Linked DNA regions of Mus musculus: region 1 is linked to region 2. A link is a contact called in public Hi-C data. All regions are on one chromosome and are shown on one strand. Each heading gives the region's core, a stretch centred on a gene start, on an enhancer-like site or on the middle of the called end of the contact. The rest is flanking DNA. Distances are from core to core; before and after follow the strand shown. Region 1 holds the start of Dhrs2 (dehydrogenase/reductase member 2). Region 2 has its middle 5.4 kb from the start of Gm46455.

The links. Hi-C and Micro-C count contacts between places; a contact is called where the count stands out from the background.
Region 1: a Hi-C map of granulocyte-monocyte progenitors shows a contact between it and region 2, with 2.3 times the contacts expected there. The contact joins the promoter of Dhrs2 here to the enhancer-like site in region 2. A contact is called at or near these places in 8 of 39 promoter capture datasets (the HPC-7 cell line, embryonic stem cells, hematopoietic stem and progenitor cells and 3 more), 5 of 15 datasets of contacts at CTCF or cohesin (CD8 T cells, the G1E-ER4 cell line, embryonic stem cells and 1 more), 63 of 484 Hi-C or Micro-C datasets (B cells, the Ba/F3 cell line, the C2C12 cell line and 28 more), 8 of 115 datasets of contacts at active chromatin or transcription factors (astrocytes, bone marrow-derived dendritic cells, embryonic stem cells and 2 more) and 2 of 9 other capture datasets (adipose tissue and embryonic stem cells).

The regions. Positions count from the first base shown.
Region 1 is chr14:55,219,192-55,223,572 of GRCm38.p6, reverse strand. It overlaps Dhrs2 (dehydrogenase/reductase member 2), which reads right to left and starts at 1,566. Exons shown (of 11, transcript NM_027790.2): 1 at 1,505-1,566.
Region 2 is chr14:55,147,220-55,151,540 of GRCm38.p6, reverse strand. No RefSeq gene overlaps it. Among named protein-coding and RNA genes, the nearest start is that of Gm46455, 5.4 kb to the left of the region's middle. Within about 2 kb of position 2,855, at least 80 of the 459 cell types and tissues checked have an H3K27ac peak or open chromatin away from gene starts, as enhancers often do. A contact at or near this core is called in the G1E-ER4 cell line, adipose tissue, bone marrow-derived macrophages and 7 more, where this site is marked.

The DNA.
Region 1 (4,381 bases), core at 317-2,816, 73 kb before region 2:
GGAAGAGCAAGCCACTTTTGTTAGAAATGAATTTGGGGGTCTCAGGAAAATGACCACACAAGCCTAAGTATTTCAGCAGGACAAAAGGCCTCTTTTCTGCAGAAGGGTGCATAGGAAGGGCTTTGTGCAGCCCCAAGTGGTCAGCACCAGGCCCCACATGCTTCCCAGCTAACTGCAAAAGGCACAAGTTAAGAACAACTTCCAAAACCGGGCTGCAAACAGGAACCTGCATTGATTTCCAAAAGAGCTGGCTCTGGAGGAATTTGTATTTCTGCCAAGTGGCTTCTTTACAATTCTTTTTAATGGAGTTCAGCCTCATTTAACCCTTTCCATTCCCCACACTTGTTTGTAAGTTGGCATATTATTCAATTTTCTTACATAATATGCCACACATTTGCAGTGGGACCTGTAGCAACTTCTGAGATGGCAGGATTCCTAGAAGACCCCAAAAGACTCTTCCAGGTCTAATGCGCTCTAGTTTAGCCCCATGGTTCCTCCATCCTCTGCCCTGGCTTGGTGGGAGCAAAGTCTAGGTCTCTGTGAAGGGAGCAGCTCAGCACACTGGTGTCTCTAGAGTAGCTGATAGTTTCACAGTGAAGAATCTAGATTCCGTCTTTTATGTCCTGGTACACCGGAAATGATTATCCATTCCTCCAACAAAAGTGTGTGCAGGTGAGATCAGGAGCATTCAGGGTGGTATGGCCAAGACAGTAGAGCTAGCCCTGGTGGCATAGGTGTGGGGGAGTGAGCCCAACAGTGAGAGAGGAGGTGAGCTGACCCTTGCCAGCTGTGCTACTTGGGTGGGGAAGAGCTGACACCCATGTGTAAGAACGGGAGAGTTGTCAGGTTTCCACCCAGGCCCAGATCCAGGGCTTTGAGTTGGCCCACCCCAACATCTACTCCATCTGTGAACTGCTGGTGTGTGTGAAGAGGCTGGTCCTCCAGAAGGAAAGCTGTAAGATCTGCACAATACAGAGCAACAAGAAGATATCTGACAGGAGTCCCGGGGAGGATCAGTACTGGTAGTGTAGCAGGAGCTAGTGGCCTCTAACCAGACCAATGAGCCATTGCAATGAGTATTTGCAAGAAAAGCTATTTAGGCAAAAGAGTATACTGTATGACACACTGTGACACACGGAAGTTTACATGGTGGGATATTTTGTTTGTTTTCTTTTGGGGGGAAAGTTGCAAGAGTGGAAGGAGGATATGGAGGGACTGGGAGACGAGTGGGTTTAGGGTGCATGATGTAAAATGCACAAAGAATCAATAAGAAGTTCTGGAAAATGAGTGCGGGCCTTTGGACATTCCCTGTCTGTGGGCTCACACTTCCAGTGATGCACAGTGCAGTTACTGACCGCCCCAATCCTCTGGAAGCCAACTCTCTCCCTTTCAGCAGAGGACCTGTGCTAAGAGTGTGTGGGTCCTAAAAGCCTCTGATCTCCCTAAACTCTACAGCCCTCCATTTCTGAGGTCAGGGAGCCTTGGAAGAATACGGCAAACCTACCTCGGGCCAGTGGACTCAGGCACTCAGATTCCTGGAGGGATGTCTCAAGCTGCAGCAGTCACAAAACTACGCGGGTGACAGCCGCCTGCTTTATAGAGGTCTATCCCATCCTCTCTCGCTTCTCAGTCGCCGCCCTTAAGATCACCCTGCTTATTTTCTGTAACACTCCCAAACCCTTTTGATGACTCACGCTGTGTCCTTAGAACTACCTCAGGGTCACCCCCTGAGGCACACCCTTCTATGGCCCCAGATGGGTCCCTAGTAACAGAAGATTAGGAAGAAGACCACTTTATTCCTAGAGTCATTACAGAGAAAATGGCAATTGCAGTAAGAGAGAAGACCCAGAGAACTGAGTTAGGTTATGTGTCAGTACATATCTATTAAATAAATGCAAATATATATATATATGTATATGTATACATTTATATCATACAGAACCAGGGCAATAGATATCCAAGTGGCCAAGATATCCTAAAGGAAACTGTCACAGAAAAAAATCCTGAAGAGCTGTGAGCACCAGGAAACACTGCAGCAGATTTTTATCAAACTCACCACATTCTAAAATCTTTTCTTTTTTCTTTTCTTTTCCTTCTTTCTTTCTTTTCTTTTTTTTAAAATCAAATCCACTCCATTCTAATCTACCATTTTGACCCCTCTGGAGGCATATTTGTCACAGAGCACCAGATGTTTCTGCCAGCAGCACACGCCTCCTCCTGGCATCTTTGTAAACGTTGTTCATTCTCTGCAGGTTCCCTAAGACCTCAGGCACTGTTGTGCAATGTTTAGGTACTCGAGAATCATTTGCAGATTGAAAGGCTGTCACCTCACAATGGGGTACCGTGAGTTTTAGACATGTGCTTATCTCTTCTTTGAAAGTGGTGACATCCCTACATATAGCATACACCAAGTCTATTGGGAAACATTTCAAAGATGAAGAACCGAGATGGGTGATAAAGCTGCTACCCACATTTGACAAGCACTGACATTTCTTCCTGTTTTCTCCAACTTCTATTTAAACGTTAAAAAAAAAAAAGTATTAAAACTTGAACAGAAGTTCTTCTGTGCCTCTTCCGTATCCCATTCCCGTCTCCCTGCCTTCCCAAGCGGCACCATCATCCAGAAGTTACCTGCTTCCCTCTTGTCCACAAGTTTGCATCTCTACTATGTATGCAGCAATGCACACAGAGCATTTCTCTTGCTTTGGTACTTTACTAAGCATGGTATTATCACTCTAAACATACGAAACTTCCTAGTTCTCTGCAGTCTTAGGACTTGGCTATTGAACTGGACAAGTAGCTTCTCTAGTTTATTCATTTGTGCAGCTATAACTATTGCACAGACATAAAATTAGCCTATTCTTTTCCCCTGCTGATGGACAATTACATTGTTTAAACTTTGATTACAAAAAGGAAAAAATGTTACTACATCATCCTGTGAAGTTCCCCCTTGCACCAGATGTGAGCTGCTCTCCAGAGAGCATACTTGGAAGGAGGCAGATGGACCCAAGGGCACATGGGTCACCAGCACAAGCTCAGTGTGCTAAATTCATGTCCACCGGGCAAACCTTTAGTGCAGTCCCTCTGCCCCAATTCACTTCTTTAGTGACCCACTCTCATCATTAACTCCCTGTGTTACTGAGGATGACTTTGAACTTGTGACCCTCCCACCTCTACCTCTGAGAGCTGAATTATAAGAGTGTACCACCACACTTGGTTTGTGCAGTGCTGGGGATCAAACCCAGGGCTTCATACTTGTGAGGCAAACGTTCGCCCAACTGAGCTATCTATACCACAGGTCTCTCTTATTCCTTATAGACAATTCTCTCATAGCCTTTTCTTTCCTTAAATTCCTAACATCATTTGGTTCTGCTCTTTCGGTTGATGACCTTGCTTCTTATGGTACAGGGAAGAAGGTGCAACAGAGAGACTGCCCATCCCCTACCTACATCTCAAACTCTCTGCTTTCCCTCCGAGGATAAGCTGCAGCGCTCTGATATAAAGCTGACCTAAGCCTGACCTCTGAATCCTTCTCACCTCAAGGATGTTGTTCTTTGCTGACTTAGCGCACAAACACTCTGTGTTGGCTCTCAAACTTGGGACAAACAGCTAATTCTGGTGTATATTCAACATATCAAAGCGTACCTGGTCAGCCGGTTCTCCCAGCATCCCTCAGTTCCTACCTGTTACAGGGTGCGGCTGGCATACCCTGCTCTTTACCCTAAACTTCTCCAGTCCAGTGGCTGGGCAGCCCTTCCCCCAACTGCCTTTCCCTACATCATCCAGCCATTTTGGTGACCTGGTCCTTTTGTCTACCCTTTACCCTCCCTGGCCTTTTGGTCTTCTGCTTCTCCCCTCTTCCCTCCTCTCACATCCCTCCCCCCTCTCCCCTTCACCCCTTTTCCCTTTCCTTTCCCACCTCCCCTCTCCTCTTCCCCCTCTCCCCTCCTCCCTCTCCTCACATGGTCCAGCCTACTGCAACCATCCTGCGTAAGTGGCGACATCCTCTGAGATCAGTCTCTGTCCCCTTCCCCTGCTTACTTATCCCGAATGACATTTATCATCACCTAACATACTATGTACATATCCCTGTCTTGTGAGTACAAATCATCTAAAGAGCAGGACCTTTGCTTCATTCATGGCTGTGTGCTCAGCGCAAGGCTTAGCATGTGATGGCAGCTCGACGAATATTTGTTAAATGAATAAACGAATTCTTTTTCCTGAGAGTGAAAGGATTGTGTTTACTATATTTAATTTTTTGAGATGAGGTCACATTCTGTAGCCTTGGTTGTCCTGAAACTCACTCTGGTTGCCTAGAATGGCCTCAGGCTCCCAGAGATCCCCGACCTCTAATTCCCAAGTCCTGAGACTAAAAGGCTTG
Region 2 (4,321 bases), core at 1,606-4,105:
AGTTTGCAATCGTTTTCATGTTTATTGATGAACTGAATTTGTCCTTTGACATTTTCTTACCGGTGTGCAGTGCATTCTCCTTACTCTCACCCACCTTATATTTTTCCCACTTTCTCCTTCCCACCACACTCCCCTGTCCCACATTCATGACTCCTTGTTTGCTTTGTCACCCGCTGGTTTTAACCAGGACCCTCTGTGTGTCCACAGGCTTGGAATTGTCCACTGTGGCCTGCTGGGTCTACGGTTTGGTTCTCTGAGGGCAATGACTTTCCCTCTGCTAGAATCATCAGGGATGGTGTCCTAGCAGCCCCCAGGTGACCCATGACTGGCTGTCAACAAGCCTCAGCCTATGCAGACACCGGGCAGGCCACCACAGCTGCTGTGAGATCCTGTTTACAATGGCTGTGTCATGTTCTAAAGATACCATTTTATATCTCTCCTACTTATCTCCCTGGCTCTTAAATTCCTTATATTCTCTCTTCCACAATATTCCCTGAGCCTTAGACAGGGCGGTACCCACTTGGGGGGAAGCACTCAGTCATCGTGGAACTGCAATGGATCTCTGCATTCACTACCCTCCACAGAAAAAAGAAAGAAAGAAAAAAGTCTCTCTCGAATGAAACTGGCACTGTCTGTATGTATAAACATGAATCTTTAGACTGCAGTTTGGTGTTGTGTGTCAGTTTAAATAAAAGTACTCATGAGGACCCAGAGGCAGTTTGAATATACTTGGCTCATAAAAAGTGGCACTATTGGGAGGCATGGCCTTGTTGGAGTGGGTGTGGCCTTAGAGGAGGAAGTTCATGGCTGTAGGGGTGGGCTTTGAGGTCCTATGCTCAAGATCTGCCCAGTATGGAAAAGAGTATCCTTCTGGCTGCCTTCAGATCAAAATATAGAACTTTTATCTCCTTCTCCTGAACCATGTCTGCCTGCAGGCTGCCATGCTTCCTGCCATGATGATAGTGGACTGTACCTCTGAAATTGTAAGCCAGCCCCAATTAAATGTTGTCCTTTATAAACCTTGCCTTGGTCATGGTGTCTCTTCAGAGCAATAAAACCCTAACTCAGACAATCCCCAGAGGTCTATAGCCTCGTTTTGTTTAGGCTTTTTTAGTTTTTTCTTTTTTCTTTTTTTTTTTTTTTTAATTAGGATTATGTCTCAGTGCCAGGGATATCTCCTTATGAGTTGTTAGTCAGAGAGGCCCCAGAGGCCCCGAAAACACTATAGACTATTGCCAATACTCTCGGTTGTCATTAGGAACTAGATGGTAGGACCTTATTGTTGCCTGAGCGTGGTGACACAGGCCTTTAAACCCAGTGCTTGAGAGGCAGAAGTGGGCAGATTTCTGTGAGTTTGAGGCTGGGCTGGTCTACTGAGTAAGTTCCATGCCAGCTGGTCTAAGCGTGCCTCCTAGGAAAACCCCGTCGTTAATTTAAAACACCCCTACTGCTGAAGACACTTCCACACCTTTGCTGCAAGATAGAAAGAAACGGAGCTGGGACTGAATCGGAAGCTTCCTCCCTGCTTGCCGGCTTCCGCGGTGTCCAGAGGCTCACGCAGGATGTGAATGATTCAGGCATAGGAAGCTGCCGAGAAGTAGGACTTAGGAAACCCAAGCTTTCCCTCGGAAGACATGGCTTCCCTAGCCAGGACAGACACCCTCGTCTTCAGAGAGAAATGGTGAAAAGGAGTATGTAGTGTGAGCATCCAGAGGAGTCGGGAACAGTGCGAACACCTGTGTGTCTGGAGGGCAGAGACGGGGCCTGTGACTTAAAAAGCAGGCTGTGAAGCTCTCTGAAGCAGGTCCATCACGTGCAGCCAAGCCAGGTAACTCCACATAGAGACCCAGGGCCCCAGGAGGCCTCTCGTGAGGGAAGAGATATGCCCCCACAGATATGTGCAGATACCGAGGCAGGGGGAGGGTCTGGCCTTGGAGTCTCAGGCACAACGAGTTGGAAGACTATGGGCAGCTTGTCTACAAGGTCTTCTTTCACCCAAATCCAACTGTGCCAGCTCCACATCAGCCCAGCAGCTCCTGTGTCTCTCAATATGAGGGTCCCATGTGCTTGTACTCCATCTAGGACTAGCTTCCCACTGAGACAGGGAGAGAGTGGTAGGGGACAGGATTAATCCAGGGCCCCTGGGGACTGGCAACCAGAAGAGAGGTGAACTCCAGCAATGCCAGGCCGAGAGACTGAAGGAGCTTGCAGGAGACCGCAATGTGAATGATTCCTGTCAGCTCCAAACCTACTCTGGCCACTCCATCACCCAGGGACTCCTGGTTACTAAGCAACCCCTGCCTTACCTACTACGTCTGCTCTTGTTCCTTAGCAACCCTTGCATAACCCAATTCCCTTGAGTTCAGAGTTGATATCTATAAATTATAAGTAGATGGGTGCTGCTCCAGCAATGGAGAGAAATTTTATATTAAATTCTGGTCTGTAGCTAGCGTCCTCATGAAGGCAACCAAACTCTTCACGTTGGCAGGCTCAGCCTTGGCTTCCAAATTATGCTTCTTTTGATATTTTATTTCCAAAACTGGACCTACCCTGTTCTCCTCCCACCCCTCAGTTTTCCTCCTTTCCCCTCTGAACTGTCCCTTCCTCTTCTCTACGAAATACATTGAAAGTCTTATATTTCCAGGGGCTAAGGGGGTTTCAGATGTTGGTTGATCTACCTTTTCTAAATACGGGGCTCTAAATATTCTAATACCCCTCTGGGGGATTCTTCTCCCCAAGCCACAACACAGATTAACCCCACACAGTGAGGGTAAGTGAACAGAGAATCAAGGCTCCTCCACTAGACCCAAGAGAAAAAGGATTCACACTTTGTGTGTTAGAGCACCCCCTGCTGGAATGCCTGCGTTATAACATGTCTGAGAAGCCGCCCTGTTTCAGGAAATTTCCTTTGGCCTGCTGGTCTGAGCTTGCCTGATGGTATTACAGAGAAGCTAGCCCACTGACTAGAAAAACAGCTCTAGCCTGGTGCAAGCAAACAGACTGCAGAGAGGAGGTGAGCCTTGTCTATGCTTGGTTCTCCTTACATGCCGTGTGCCTTTCACCCAGAGAGAGAGGGAGCAAGAGAGCCCTCACTCACTGGCCCCCAGAGTCACACTTTATTCCAAGGCAGTCTGAAGGAGCCGAGCTGACAGCAGATCCATCCCCTTTGCAGTGGTCTCTAAGCCTGTCCAAGTTGATTAATTCAGATGCATAGATTTGAGAGTGCAGAAGCCAAATGGACATACTTTCAAACCAGCCCCAAATCAGAGGCCAACGACCTTCAATGCTAGGTCCAAAGCAAAAAGAGAGGGCAAAGAAAAAGAAAAGAAAGATTAGGGGAGAAAGTCGATCCTCGTAGTGCAGGCCCGTAACCTTAGCTACTCAGGAGGCTGAGGTGAGAGGATCGTGAACTCAAGGCCAGCCTGAGCAACTTATGGAGACAATGTCACAAAATAAACATTAAAAAAGAGGCTGGGATTATAAACTAGAAGTAGAACACTTGCCTAGCATATGTGAGGTCCTGGGCTCAATGTTTAGTCCTGAAGAGGCAAGGAAGTAAAGAGAGAAAAGTGGGGCGGAAATGAGGAAGGCAGGCAGGAGGGAGAAAAAAAAAACTCAAGGAGAAAATGAGAAGCACACAATGCTTAAAATGCTGACAGTCAGCGGAGAGCTTAAGGATGCTGCTGGGCTCCTGTCATCCCCTCTCAGCTCCTCTGCTCCTCCAAAAGCCGAGGTGACTTGGGTGATCCTGAGGGTTTCCGTGACCGACCAACAGCAACAGACAGCTGCAGACAAGTCCAGAGAGAAAGCGATGGGACATGAAGTGAAAAGGCATGAAGACTCCGCTCCAAGAGTCGTTTGCCCTGGTATAGCCATGAGGCCTTGTCCCAGACCACATCATTCCAACCTTGGGCTGTGAATGTGTTGGGTTGACCTCACGAGCTGTCACAGAGCTGATTTCCTGGGACTGCCGATTCTATCTGAATAAACTCCAATACGGGTGGAATTTACAGTCCCATAATTCAGGAATGTGGGGAAGGGCCTCACCCAAGTTGGGGAGGGCAGAAGCTGGGGGAAGGGCAGACCTGTCAACAAGTAGATGGAGCCCCCACACCTCCCTCCCAAGGACTCTCCCCCCTGATAAACTGTCATATCAGAAACAGACTCAGAACTCAGGCAGGCTCCAGGCCCCAAACAGGGCAAGCCAAGATGGGCGGGAAGACAGCTCTGGGCTCAGCTGGCTGGAGAGGCAGAGCTGGCCACAAGGCTGCAGAGTCATTTCTGCCAGCACCAGAAAGAGGCCACAGGCCGCAGCTGCAAA